Linked DNA regions of Rattus norvegicus: region 2 is linked to region 1. Evidence: chromatin contacts called from public Hi-C data. All regions are on one chromosome and are shown on one strand. The core of a region is the stretch at or near the end of the contact, and the rest is flanking DNA. Distances in the headings are between cores, read along the strand shown. Region 1 overlaps Dpt (dermatopontin). Region 2 overlaps LOC102546371 (a long non-coding RNA gene).

Evidence for each region. A called contact is a pair of places that touch in the nucleus more often than the background predicts.
Region 2: a Hi-C map of the A7r5 cell line shows a contact between it and region 1, with 1.5 times the contacts expected there. The contact joins two enhancer-like sites. A contact is called at or near these places in 2 of 12 Hi-C or Micro-C datasets (the A7r5 cell line and hepatocytes).

Annotation. Positions count from the first base shown.
Region 1 is chr13:79,678,410-79,684,274 of GRCr8, forward strand. Dpt (dermatopontin) reads left to right here. Exons shown (of 4, transcript NM_001401366.1): 3 at 1,937-2,044; 4 at 5,252-5,865. The coding sequence ends at 5,318. It overlaps LOC102546371 (a long non-coding RNA gene), which reads right to left. Exons shown (of 8, transcript XR_010057087.1): 4 at 4,726-4,825; 5 at 4,446-4,629; 6 at 1-1,111. Among named protein-coding and RNA genes, the nearest start is that of Dpt, 25 kb to the left of the region's middle. Within about 2 kb of position 3,017, at least 5 of the 93 cell types and tissues checked have an H3K27ac peak or open chromatin away from gene starts, as enhancers often do. A contact at or near this core is called in the A7r5 cell line, where this site is marked.
Region 2 is chr13:79,743,492-79,749,356 of GRCr8, forward strand. The region is part of intron 1 of LOC102546371 (a long non-coding RNA gene); the gene reads right to left. It overlaps LOC108352565 (a long non-coding RNA gene), which reads left to right. Exons shown (of 3, transcript XR_001840891.3): 3 at 3,320-5,865. Among named protein-coding and RNA genes, the nearest start is that of Xcl1, 39 kb to the right of the region's middle. Within about 2 kb of position 3,215, at least 10 of the 93 cell types and tissues checked have an H3K27ac peak or open chromatin away from gene starts, as enhancers often do. A contact at or near this core is called in the A7r5 cell line, where this site is marked.

The DNA.
Region 1 (5,865 bases), core at 1,767-4,266:
TTTAAATCTCACAACCTTGAGAAAGACCACTGGTCCGCACTCTGACCTGGTACACTCCAATCAAATGGGATTCCTGGCACTCACAAAGTAGCTGCTTCCTGAGCAGCCTTGAGGATACAGATGTGGTCCAGAAGTGCTGGTACATCACGTAATCTTGGTCCTTGGGAGGAGAAGGCGAAAGAATCTGGAATTGAAAGTTATCCTAGCTACATAGTGAATTCAAGGCTGGCTTAGGCTAGATGAGGCCTGTCTAGGGAAAGACATTAGTGCTTTTTTTTTTTTTTAAATCTTGAATGGACCTATTTTGGTCTTGAAGAATCCCAGTGGCAAATCTTTATGAGATCCAGGGGATTATAAATTTGTCCCCAAATTGACTCAGTCTTTGAGAATAAAGAAGGAAGAATGACAAAAGGGAGTAGAAGGGGCAATGCTGGTGGAGGAGGGTAAACCTGTTGAATGATTCCACACCTGCCTTATATCATTTTATCACACATACTTTCACTAGTTGCAATGAAATGTATAAGACAGCTTTATTTTTAGTAGGTTGGGGAACCAATTAAATCACAAAGCCATTTGTTTATTCAGAAATATTTATTTGCCATGTAGCAGGATCTGTTTCGGCTACAGGAGATATCATTGTGGACATATAGAACTGTACCTTTGTGGAGCTCACATTTTACCTAGATATTTTAAACAGATTTACTCTTGCCAGTTATGATAAGAAATATGTGTTAAACTATCACTAAATATGTGCACATAATCAATGCATACATACATTTAAATAAAGTTTTCATGCACAAACTCTATTGTAAGCAGTGTACCATTTTAACTGATATTTTTTGCTCTGTTTCATTCTCTTTCAACCTGTTATGTTTATATTTTCTCAGTGCTATGACAAGAGCAACTTAAGGAAGGGAAGATTTATTTTTTTGCTCACAGTTTAAGGGTGCAGTCCATCATGACAGAGAAGTCGTGGCATCTGGAAACGGATACAGCTCTAGATTGTCTCCAGTCACAAAGCAATGAGTGGCGATCACTGATGTTTGACTAGCTTTCACGATGAAATTTAGTGCAAGACCCCAGACCGTGTGTCTTAGTTAAGGTTCCATTGCTGTGAAGAGATACCAGGATCAAGGCAACACTTCTAAAGGCAAATTGGGCGTGGCTTACAGTTTCAGAGATTCAGTCTATTATCATCGGCAAACATGGCAGAGTGCAAGCAGGCATGGTACTGGAGGAGTCAAGAGTTCTACATCTTAACCTGCAAACAGTAGAGGGAGACTGACTTCTGCAGGCAGCCAGGAGGAGACTAGATTCCACACCGGGCAGTGCCTGAGCATAGGAGACCTGACAGCCCACCCCCACAGTGACACACTTTCTCCAGCAAGGCTACACCTCCTAATAGTGCCATTCCCCATGGGTCAAGCATTTAAAACCATTAGTCTATGAAGGCTAAACCTATTCAAAATACCACACCATAGTTCTGTCTACATTTAGTCTCAGTTAGCACAATCTAGAAAAAAACATCTCTCCAAGACGATTCTAGACCCTTTCAAATTGACAATCAGTATAAACCTAGTCATAGTCAGTTCAATCGATTTTATGATCTAACAATGAGTCATGATCTGATTTGACACAGCACCCTGGCTGACTTGAATAGGATGGAAACAATTCAGCATATAACAATTCAAATACAAATAATTCAAATAATTCAAAGACAGGAGAGGTTTCTGCACATGTGACAGCTACAGTTGCAGCTGCTGCTGCCGCACATGCTCAGTGTATAGTTCAATGGCGAGAGAAAGGAAGTAGAGAAATAGAAGAAGATCTCTATCACTGTGGCTTGGCAGAAACCACCGAACTTCGGATGCAGTTTCCCAAGATCTCCTTCACGTTGACCTTTCATCTGCTCCAACCCTTTGTTCTCTCTCCACAGGATGACAACCGAGTACCCAGGCCACTACGGCGAAGACATGGACATGATTTCCTATGACTATGATTTCTATATGAGAGGAGCAACAACCACTTTCTCTGCAGTGGAAAGGTGAGAGGGCCAACCCCTGTCCGGTGACCTCAGGGCTAGCGACTGTGTGCATTCACTGCTTGCTGGGGCCCTGACCGTGGACCTGATACCCCAATAATCTATCTTTCCACTCAGTCAAGGATTGGCTGTGGGTTTGGTTAGGTGGCAGGATCCAGTGAGAAGTGAGAAGTCTTGGAAACTTGCCTCACAAGGCAGTGTGACCTCGACAAGAAGGACAGACACCAACCTACTCGAGTACAACAGCAGCCTTGAACTTGGCATGGGCATTCCTTGATGTTCGAAACAATTTTTGCAGTCAAACTCAGACACCGATTGACATGACAAGGAAAGGTTGAGATGGCTGGAAGGGTATTCACTCTCAAATTGGAGCCCTTCTAGTCCTGTACCTGTGTGTGTTCCCCACTTAGAATCGTAGGGAGGAAGAAAGGAAGAGGAGGTTTTCACAAGGAAGAACACACAAAATCCATTCTCTCCATACATTCAGTCTGGCATAACACAGACTAGACAACTTATAAAACTCAGAAATCTACTGTCCCAGAGACTGGGAACTTCAAGATCAAGGTAGCAGGAGATATGTAGTGAGGACTGATCTTTGCTTCGAAGACAGACCATCTCACTGTGTCCCCACACAGCTGAACTGAACCTAGTTCCAAAGGCACTAAAACCATTCCTGAGGACAGCATATTTTTGATATAATCAGCTCCCAACCCTTACCTCTTAGTACTACTTAGTGCTATGATTACATTGGACATTAGTTTGCAGCACACAGATTTCATAACAGACGTTAACATGCAGACCACAGTGTCTAACTAATCACAACTAAAAATGAAACGGGGGGAACCATTACGTGATGAAGTCAGAATCCTTAAGGGAAAAGACATCTAAATAACTTAAGAAAAACAGCACTCACTTGCACCTCGCCCCTGCTCCTCCCAGCATTCCTTTGTAGGCCTCTCTAGAGTAGGTTAAAACCCTAAGAAAACAAGACTCAAAAATTCCTGTAGACATGATCATCATTGGGGATCTTGTGGTTATTCTATTAATTCATGGGAAACTATGGAGAAGTTCAAAAGTTAAGAGACGATTTGACTAACTTTAATCCAGTGATAATAATGTCACACAAAAATTAATTCCAGGAAGATTACCCACACATGTTTTGCAAACCAAATAAAACAGAAAGTAAAACCTCAGTTGCTAACAGACTCTGAGCAACTTGAGTGCCGTTTCCTTTTGTGTACAGGCTTCCAAATGAAGTTGCATCTCACTTAGCTGCAGTTAACTTATTTATTAAGAAACACAAAGCTTAAAGGCACAAAGAAAGCTCTGGATGAGCACATTGTATGTACCAGGTTCTAGGTCCCAAGATTCTGGTTTCTCTACAGAACACCTCAGTTTCATATGTAGCCTGTTTCTGTTTGAGATGGGGTTTTAACTTACTTAGTTACCTGTTTTCTAAAAGCTGTGGTTGGATAAATACATCCTAATGAGGGGAACAACTGAGTGGTATACCACACAGTGAGAATATTTAAGAAGAGAGAGACCCAAGAACTCACAGAGTATAGAAATCCAATGTCATTGAGTACCAAAGTGTCTGCCAAAGTTCAGAAAACTTTGTGCCCGGATCAAGTGTTCCTAAAGATTCCCAGGTTAAAGGGGACATTGGTTCTGAGTTTTCTGGTTAAAAATATAACAAAAAAAAATGGAAACTGTAAAGAATGAATGACTATCACTTAAAATTGGTGCTAAATAAATATTTTTTGGCAGTTAAAATGGCCGATTCTGTCTGACTTGGCAATGATTAGCTACATAAATTGTACAGAACCGCTGAAGACAGAGGTATAGTGTCTCTGAATTATTTTAAAATGACTTCTGCCTCCCTCCAGATAAAAATAAAAGTAGCATACATAAAATTAGCAGGCCCATGCAGTTTTGATGCAATTAGTGGTTTGGAAATCCACAGTTTTAGTCTCTTTATTTCTGTCGAAGATGGGGTGCTCACCCCCAGTCCCACTGGACAAATACCATCAGAGCAAGGACTTCCCTTCCCTTCCCTTCCATACAAAACTCACTTGTGTATGTCCCTCCTGGAATGGTTTCTCACCCTGGGGCCAGATAATTCTCTGTTGCAAGAGCCTGTCCAGTGATTCTAGGTGTTAGCCCCATCCACCAAGTGCCACTGGTATCTATCTCCCTTCGGGGTGACAGGCAAAACTCTTTGCAGCCATTGCCAAATGTATCATGGAGTCACTTAGCCCCTAGTTGAAAGCTACTGTCCGTCATGGGAAACAGAACCTGGCTAGTCCCCTTGATTCTTTCAGGATCAAGTCTAAATTTTTCTCAGTTTCCATTCACTGCCTCTCAAACCTCCATCACAGATGCCTGGCCACAGGCTCGTTCTTACCGTCTTCATGCGTAGATGCACGGGTCTTAGCTGTGGTCATTAAATTCACTTGGAAAACGCACAGCACCAGTGTGCTAATCCTCTCAAGTAAACCATATCCGCTGTGGATGACTTTACAGGAACGAATATCAATACATAACTCATTCCTTAAAGATGTTCCAGGGAATGCACTGCATAGGACAAGCTGGAAAAACAGGCTCAGAATGAGAAAGCCGGCCTTGACCTATTTGCTCACCATCCCCTTCCCCCCACTCAGAATAGCATGGTCATCCCCACATACTTCCCATTCAGAAGCTGGACGCCAGCGCTGTCAGCCATCGGTGTTTAAGACTCAGGAATAAGCCTGTCAGGTTCAAAGAGGAGGAGGAGGAAGGACCGTGCTGTGGAAGAAATTGCTCAGTTGAATATGGATAAAGTAGTACCACACTTTATTGGGTTAAGGCCAAGAGCATGACAGTTGTATCCCTGGTGGCATTAAGGACACTTGGCAAGGGACACAGCATAGTACAAGAGAAAGACCAATTTTTGAGTCCCGCACCCTCAAAATCTGACATCATCACCTTTCACTGGTAATCCTTTAAAGCAAGTCTTATCACACTAAGCCTATTCCTCCATGTGCCCTATAACCAGCAACGGGCAATCTAACCTTACAGATTCATCAGTTCTCTGGGGACTTTATCAAAGTCTTCTGAGTTCAAGGTGAGAATCCCCACAGCTCCAAATCCTGCCAAAGCCCAGCAGTGCTTTTCCCCAGGAGCCATCTTTCTACACTCTCTAACTTTCCTCTTTTGGCTCTCCTCCTACAGGGATCGCCAGTGGAAGTTCATAATGTGCCGGATGACTGACTATGACTGTGAATTCGAAAACGTTTAGATTCGCCACGTACAGAAGTCCGGGTGAAGGGCAAGGGTCCTGAGGGTGTCATATCACATCTGCTAATATTAATTAGAACAACTGCACTTTTTTTTTTGCTCTCTTCCCTGGGATGGGAGCTATAGTGTCAGCTGCCTAGGCCTTTGTCACCACGATCACACGTATAAATAAACCCACAATTAAGCCTTGTTTCTCCCTTTCAACACATTCCGAAACAAGCATCTCCAGTTGCTGATGACAGTTTCCTTGCATAGCACATGTACAGCTTACAGCCTGCTGCCCAGAGCACCTGTCCCAGCCTTGCTGGGCTCGCACTATAACTCAGCTTCAGATTCAGCTTAATAAACTTGGAGGGGGAGGGGGAGGCGCTTGAGAGAGGTGGGGATAAAGGTTCTCTATAGCTAAGCCTGTTTGAATGACAACACCCAGAGATCTCACCTGGGGTGGTGGGAGCACTCTCTGTCTTGAGGGAACATGTACCTACTCTCTCCTTCCACAAGAGCCACATACACTTAGAAGTTCCAGTGAAGATCTATGTGCTTCAGAA
Region 2 (5,865 bases), core at 1,965-4,464, 65 kb after region 1:
TTCTTTGATCCCTGGAATTCAGTTAAAGATATAAGGAGAGAAGTGACTCCACAAAGTTGTCCTCTGATCTGCACCCCACATATATCATACAGAGCTAATAGCAATAATTAATAAAGTGTTTGCAAATGATAGAGATTAATGTGGAAGATACCCAGCATCAACCTCTGGCCTCTACACACACACACACACACACACACACACACACACGAGAATACAATATACATAGGCACAATGTATGTGAAGTCAAGCTCTGTAAACCTTTCAGGCCCAATATGTGTCACACGAAGAAACAGACATGCTCTGATGTCAACTACATAACAGACGCAGAGGCTGAGTGGGGATGGACCCAGGTCTCGGGGCAGCCACTGCAGCGGTCACAAAGGGTCCATCATAAGCAACAGAGAAAGTGGACCTGCCAGTGACTCTTGAGGGCAGTCTGGATCCTCTCAAATAGGTCAGTGCTTAAAGCTAAAAAAAAAAAAAAAAAAAAGGAGGAAGCAAGAATTCAGGGAAGAACACAGAAATGAAAGTGTTAAGCAGACAGATTCTGTGAAGGAAAAAGACTAGAGGGTGACAAGCAGTGCCACAGAGACCAGCAGAGGGACAGGAGAGGGAATCCACAAATGCCTACTGCTGTGGGGACACAAGGAAGCTAGGTCATGTGAGCCACACTGAAACTTCAGTGTTCCCATTCCTAACAGTCTGGGGAGCTTGGCTCTCCTCATACATCTCCTCCTTTGTAGAAACCCTGGGGAACACAACTTCTACTTCCCTTAAGTTTTTAAAAATTCTGAATGAGGTAGTGTTCATTTAGATGCTATCCTGACTTTTTTTTTGCTATCAGGAATTACTGTTGGGGGTACAAACATATGTAAGACACATAAGCATACTCGTGCATGCAGACATGCACACATGCTTAGTGTGGTGGTGCATGCTTTTAATCCCAGCACTTGGGAATTCAAGGCCAGTCTCTGGTCTACATAGTGAGCCATCCAGAGTACACAGTGAAATGCTGCCTCAAAACAAACACTCCCTGAAATCCTTCACACATACAACATACACATGCATATACACAATACATTCATTCATATACACACACATACAAACACATGCATGCACACACAAACATACACACATAACCATACACAAAGGCACACACATGCATACACACAGAAATGCATGAACATATACAAACACGCATGTATGCACACAAACACCCACAAATACACACATGTGCCTACAAACAAAAGCATAATCAATAAATTCCCACACACACAGACATAAGCACAAATACAGACACACACACAAACATACATGAAGACCACTGAAAAAGGACACACTAGCACACAAACACAAATGCATGCACATAATAAACACACACATAAACACAAGTACAAACATTTGCGCACACAAAAACACATGCACACACAAACATGCATGCAAACACACACACACACCAACACACATAGCTAAACATGGGAATTCCCATACAATTATACAAACATATGTGCATATACCTAGGCAGAGGGACATAAGCACGAATGCACACCAAAGAAAAATGCACACACACACACATATACAAATGCATATGTAAATACCCTCCCCTCATTCAAATACATATACAGAGAAATGCAAAGGCAAACAGGAACATGCAAATGCATATATACATGACATACTCAAAGACATACATAAATGCATAAATATGCAATACAAATACACACCTGTATCTATACAGACAACAGACATATGCACAGTCACACACATAGACAAGTATAGACAAGCATATTCATACATATGCACAAACACATACAGAATCATACATAGAGGCATGCAATCACACAAACATGCATAGACACACGCTGACCTAGGCACATACACATTCACTGACCCTTGTACACAAATACATGTACACACCAAATATACACATAATCACATATGCAAACACATGTGTAAACATACAGAAGCAGACACATATGCAAACGTTTAAAAAGTGACATCCATGTAACAGAGAAGATCTGAAGACTAGATTCTTTGATCTCAAACCCACCAGGATAGCTACCATAATCTACTCATCCCTCTCTCACATGAATTCCCATGCCTACATAAAGCAAGGTCTCCTAAGACAGATCGGCTTTAGGTTCCTATACAGAACAGTTGGAATTTAAACTTATCCTTTCTTTTTTACCATGGATTTCACCAGATTCACAAAACCTCTCATCCCTGAATCAGATATTCCTAAACATCTTCCTTCTGAGACCGAACTGATCTGAAGATATACTGAGAAATTCTAACTTTCTTTAATTGATCATTCCAGCAACTCAGGTTTTGATCATATAATGACACTTGATGACATATAACGGCATGCAATGACATGTAACGGTACTTCTTTCCACTTTCCCCCGGCCATGTTTTCTTTTCTCGTTTAATGTCCACACCACCACCCCCTTCTGAATAGATCTCTTTACTTTCCCTTGCTCTTGTCTAGCTCTCAGTCAGTCCCTCTCTCCCCTACCTTCAGCATAGCTGACCTCTGTTTCTCTCTCCAAGCCACTGCCCCATTTAAAATGCTTTCCGTCTCCGTCTCCGTATATTCTTGTTCATCTGATCCTATACTTATCCTCTAGCAAATGCCTGGAGAGTCATACAGTGTGAGTCACTGAGACATTAATAAGTTACTCTTGGGGCTGGGGATTTAGCTCAGTGGTAGAGCGCTTACCTAGGAAGCGCAAGGCCCTGGGTTCGGTCCCCAGCTCCGAAAAAAAGAACCAAAAAAAAAAAAAAATAAGTTACTCTTTGTGAAGGCAGATGACATCACTAACCCACTGTCTGGGACATATGCCCTTGATTAATTTGCTCCACAGTAGACATGAGTGGGTAATAGTCTTCCCAGGTCCCAGCTCTTCCCCTAAGGATGGGTTCTAGAACCTTCTAAACTGAGGATTGAGATATAGGAAGCAGACTTAGAACCAAAGGAAGGCAAAGTTAACAATTCATAAGATGTGGTCTGGGCCAAGAATCGTTCTGTGAGGCCAATGCTCAGAACTACATATGATTGGAACATTTTAACAGAAAGTGTCCTGGTTAAGGTTTGGTTGTTTTTTTGGTTTTTGGGTTTTTTTAATTGTGGTCTGAAAGAATGAGTTTGTATGGCCACACAGTGCTTCATGGTGTTGTGAGTCAGTGAATAGGTAGTCAGTATGTTACGTCATCTCCAGTCCTACCAACTGTCGTTAAGAGACAGTCACAGAGATAAACTGGGAAAGGCCACAGAGCTGTGTGTGTGAAAGCCTGGACTTGAAGACTTTTCCTTTCATTACAGCATGATGCCGCGTGTAATCCCAGCTTCCATTTCTCTCTTCTTGGATGTGGATAACAAGAGCCTCAGCTGGTAACAAAGAAAAACCCAGGAACAGCTGAACTGCCAGAGGCTGACCCCACCAACCCCCACCACGGTCATTCCCTGAACCAAGTCTGAGATGCTGGCGACCCAGTGGCTGACACTTGTCCTCGGGGTTTCAGAAACAGTTTCACAACATGCTACCTTACCCTAGGAAGGAAGCAGCATTCATTGCTTTCATTCCTTCGTGGGGCTCTTAGCTGCTCTTTTCTTTGATCAGCTGGTACAGGAAATAGTGTACGGTTTCTTAGGCACAGCCAACTCTCTCTCGCCACACCCAGACAATGTTCTAAAGTTTTTATTGGATCTGAGTGTGCCAACCTTGTGCTGTGGAATTAAGCGAGGGTTGCTAAATATCATTCATCTTGCAACATCAGATGTCATTCTCTGTGTATGTGTCCTGTCTCCCTAGACTATGAGCAGGGGAGACAGGGTCTCTGTGTTAATGACGACAGTGACATCTTCAGAAATAATAATGGATAAGTTAATCTTAGCTGCTCCTAACATATGCTATGCCACTTGCAGAAACAGTAATCTAGCAGAGTTCTACCCACATCGGAGTCTCTTCTGTATATTACCCCCAGCATCCTAATAGATAAAATTGAGGGGACAAGATAAGTGAGAGCCTTCCAAATGGTGGCAGCTTTCTCTGCTGTGAAAATTGGAAAGAATTCTCAATCCTAAAAATATTTAGTGGGGTGCTCACTATGTCTGTTTTGTTCTACAAGAATCATAGATGTATTAAAACCTCAAATCTGGAATGGAGGCCTGCAGAGGCCATGGGCAAACTGGTCCTACCTAGATAAAGAGGACTTCAAAACATGAAGAACAGTGAAGATTTCTCCACGTTCAGAATCAAAAGTACCTATCACAGCCTTCCTGTAAGCATACTACATACTAAACACCATTCAGGTGCACAATCTACATTGCTCCATTTAGCCTCAGCTACGGTGTCAAGGATAAGATACTATTTCATCTGTTTCCTACATCAACAAGCAAGGTTCTAGCTAAGCATGGTGGCACATGGCCTGTAATTTCCGCTCCCGGGAGCCTAAGATAAGGGGATCCAGTGTTCAAAGCCAACTTGGGCTACATAGCAAGACCCTGTCTTGCATATCTTTAAAATAAACAAACAAACAAATAAACAAATAAATAAGGTTCTTTGAAGGAAAGTGGCTTGGCTAGGTGCTGGGTTGGCTGAGGGATCTCATGGGACATCTCATGTGACATCACATGTCCTCCTGTCACCTGCTATCCACACATCACTTCTGTGATATGCTCATGAGCCCAGATGCCACCTCTACAAAAGAACCTCATTAATTACTCCATTAAATTTTGTTCTTTACTCATAAATATTTTCTTTACATTCTGACAAAGGAACAATAATTAGTTCTGCTCTAGTCACAGAACAAAAGGAAGTCATCAGTGTCTCATTTTCTAGTGTGTACAAAGCTTTGCTATATGACATGCTATCTCATACATGTCCAGGTATTAATGCCACACTGAAAAACCATTAATATTGCTATTCCTGCTTAGAGAGATGAAGACATTAACACATCCAGATCATTAGCTGTTCGGTCTTAGGTACTCTATGAGATTGGAGGGGAGAGAGAACAATTGTTATCTTAAGCCTATTTTAAATGGTAAATGTAAACTTTGCTTTTTCTCCAGATGCTTCCTTGCATCTATTTTTTTTTTAATTTGAAAAAACCCCAGATCTATCTCTTTCTCTGGCAAACAGAACTAGTGCTACTCACACTAGGTTCTGCTGGACTGAGGACCCCCAAGGGTTCCCAAAGTCCTCTATGGTATAACCGCAGCTGGTCATCTTGCACCGAGTAGCTGCTGAACTGACTTGGGACACATTTCAGTGCTTACGCTGCCATTATGGTCAAAGGTCAGCCTTCCAAATGAGTGCTGACTGGCAGGAAGAGCAGAAGTTCTGAAGAAAATGCTGTGTGCCTTTGAACCTCAGATCTCATCCAGGATTGAGTCACAGTGAACAGTGGAGAGTCTCAAGAGTTTTGTTTGCTACAAAAACAAATAGGAAAGGGAAGAGAACAAAGGAACCAGTCTCCCTGGCCCCCTCCCTCCCCCATCCCTCCCACCTCCCTTACCTCAGCCCTCACCTCTAGTTCTGCAGAGAAAGCACAGCAGGCTAACTGAAGTCACTGTCCTGAAGCGGGGCCTTCCATCATATTTCAGATCACTCTCTCTCCCTTTCCTGACAGCACCTTCTGCTTCAAGCCCTCTACCAGGCTTAGCTCATATTCAACTGCTGACCCTGGTTCTGGTTCCCTGTAGAAATTAGAAGCCACCAGGAAAATAGCTTTCCTGAACTCCCACTTACCAGTCTGCCCACAGCTCCATCTACATGAGCAGGCTGCTCTTCCCGCTACAGTGTATGAACCTCTATACTTCTAGCTAAAGACGACCTATATCTGCATCGAAGCATCCGTCTGCTGGTG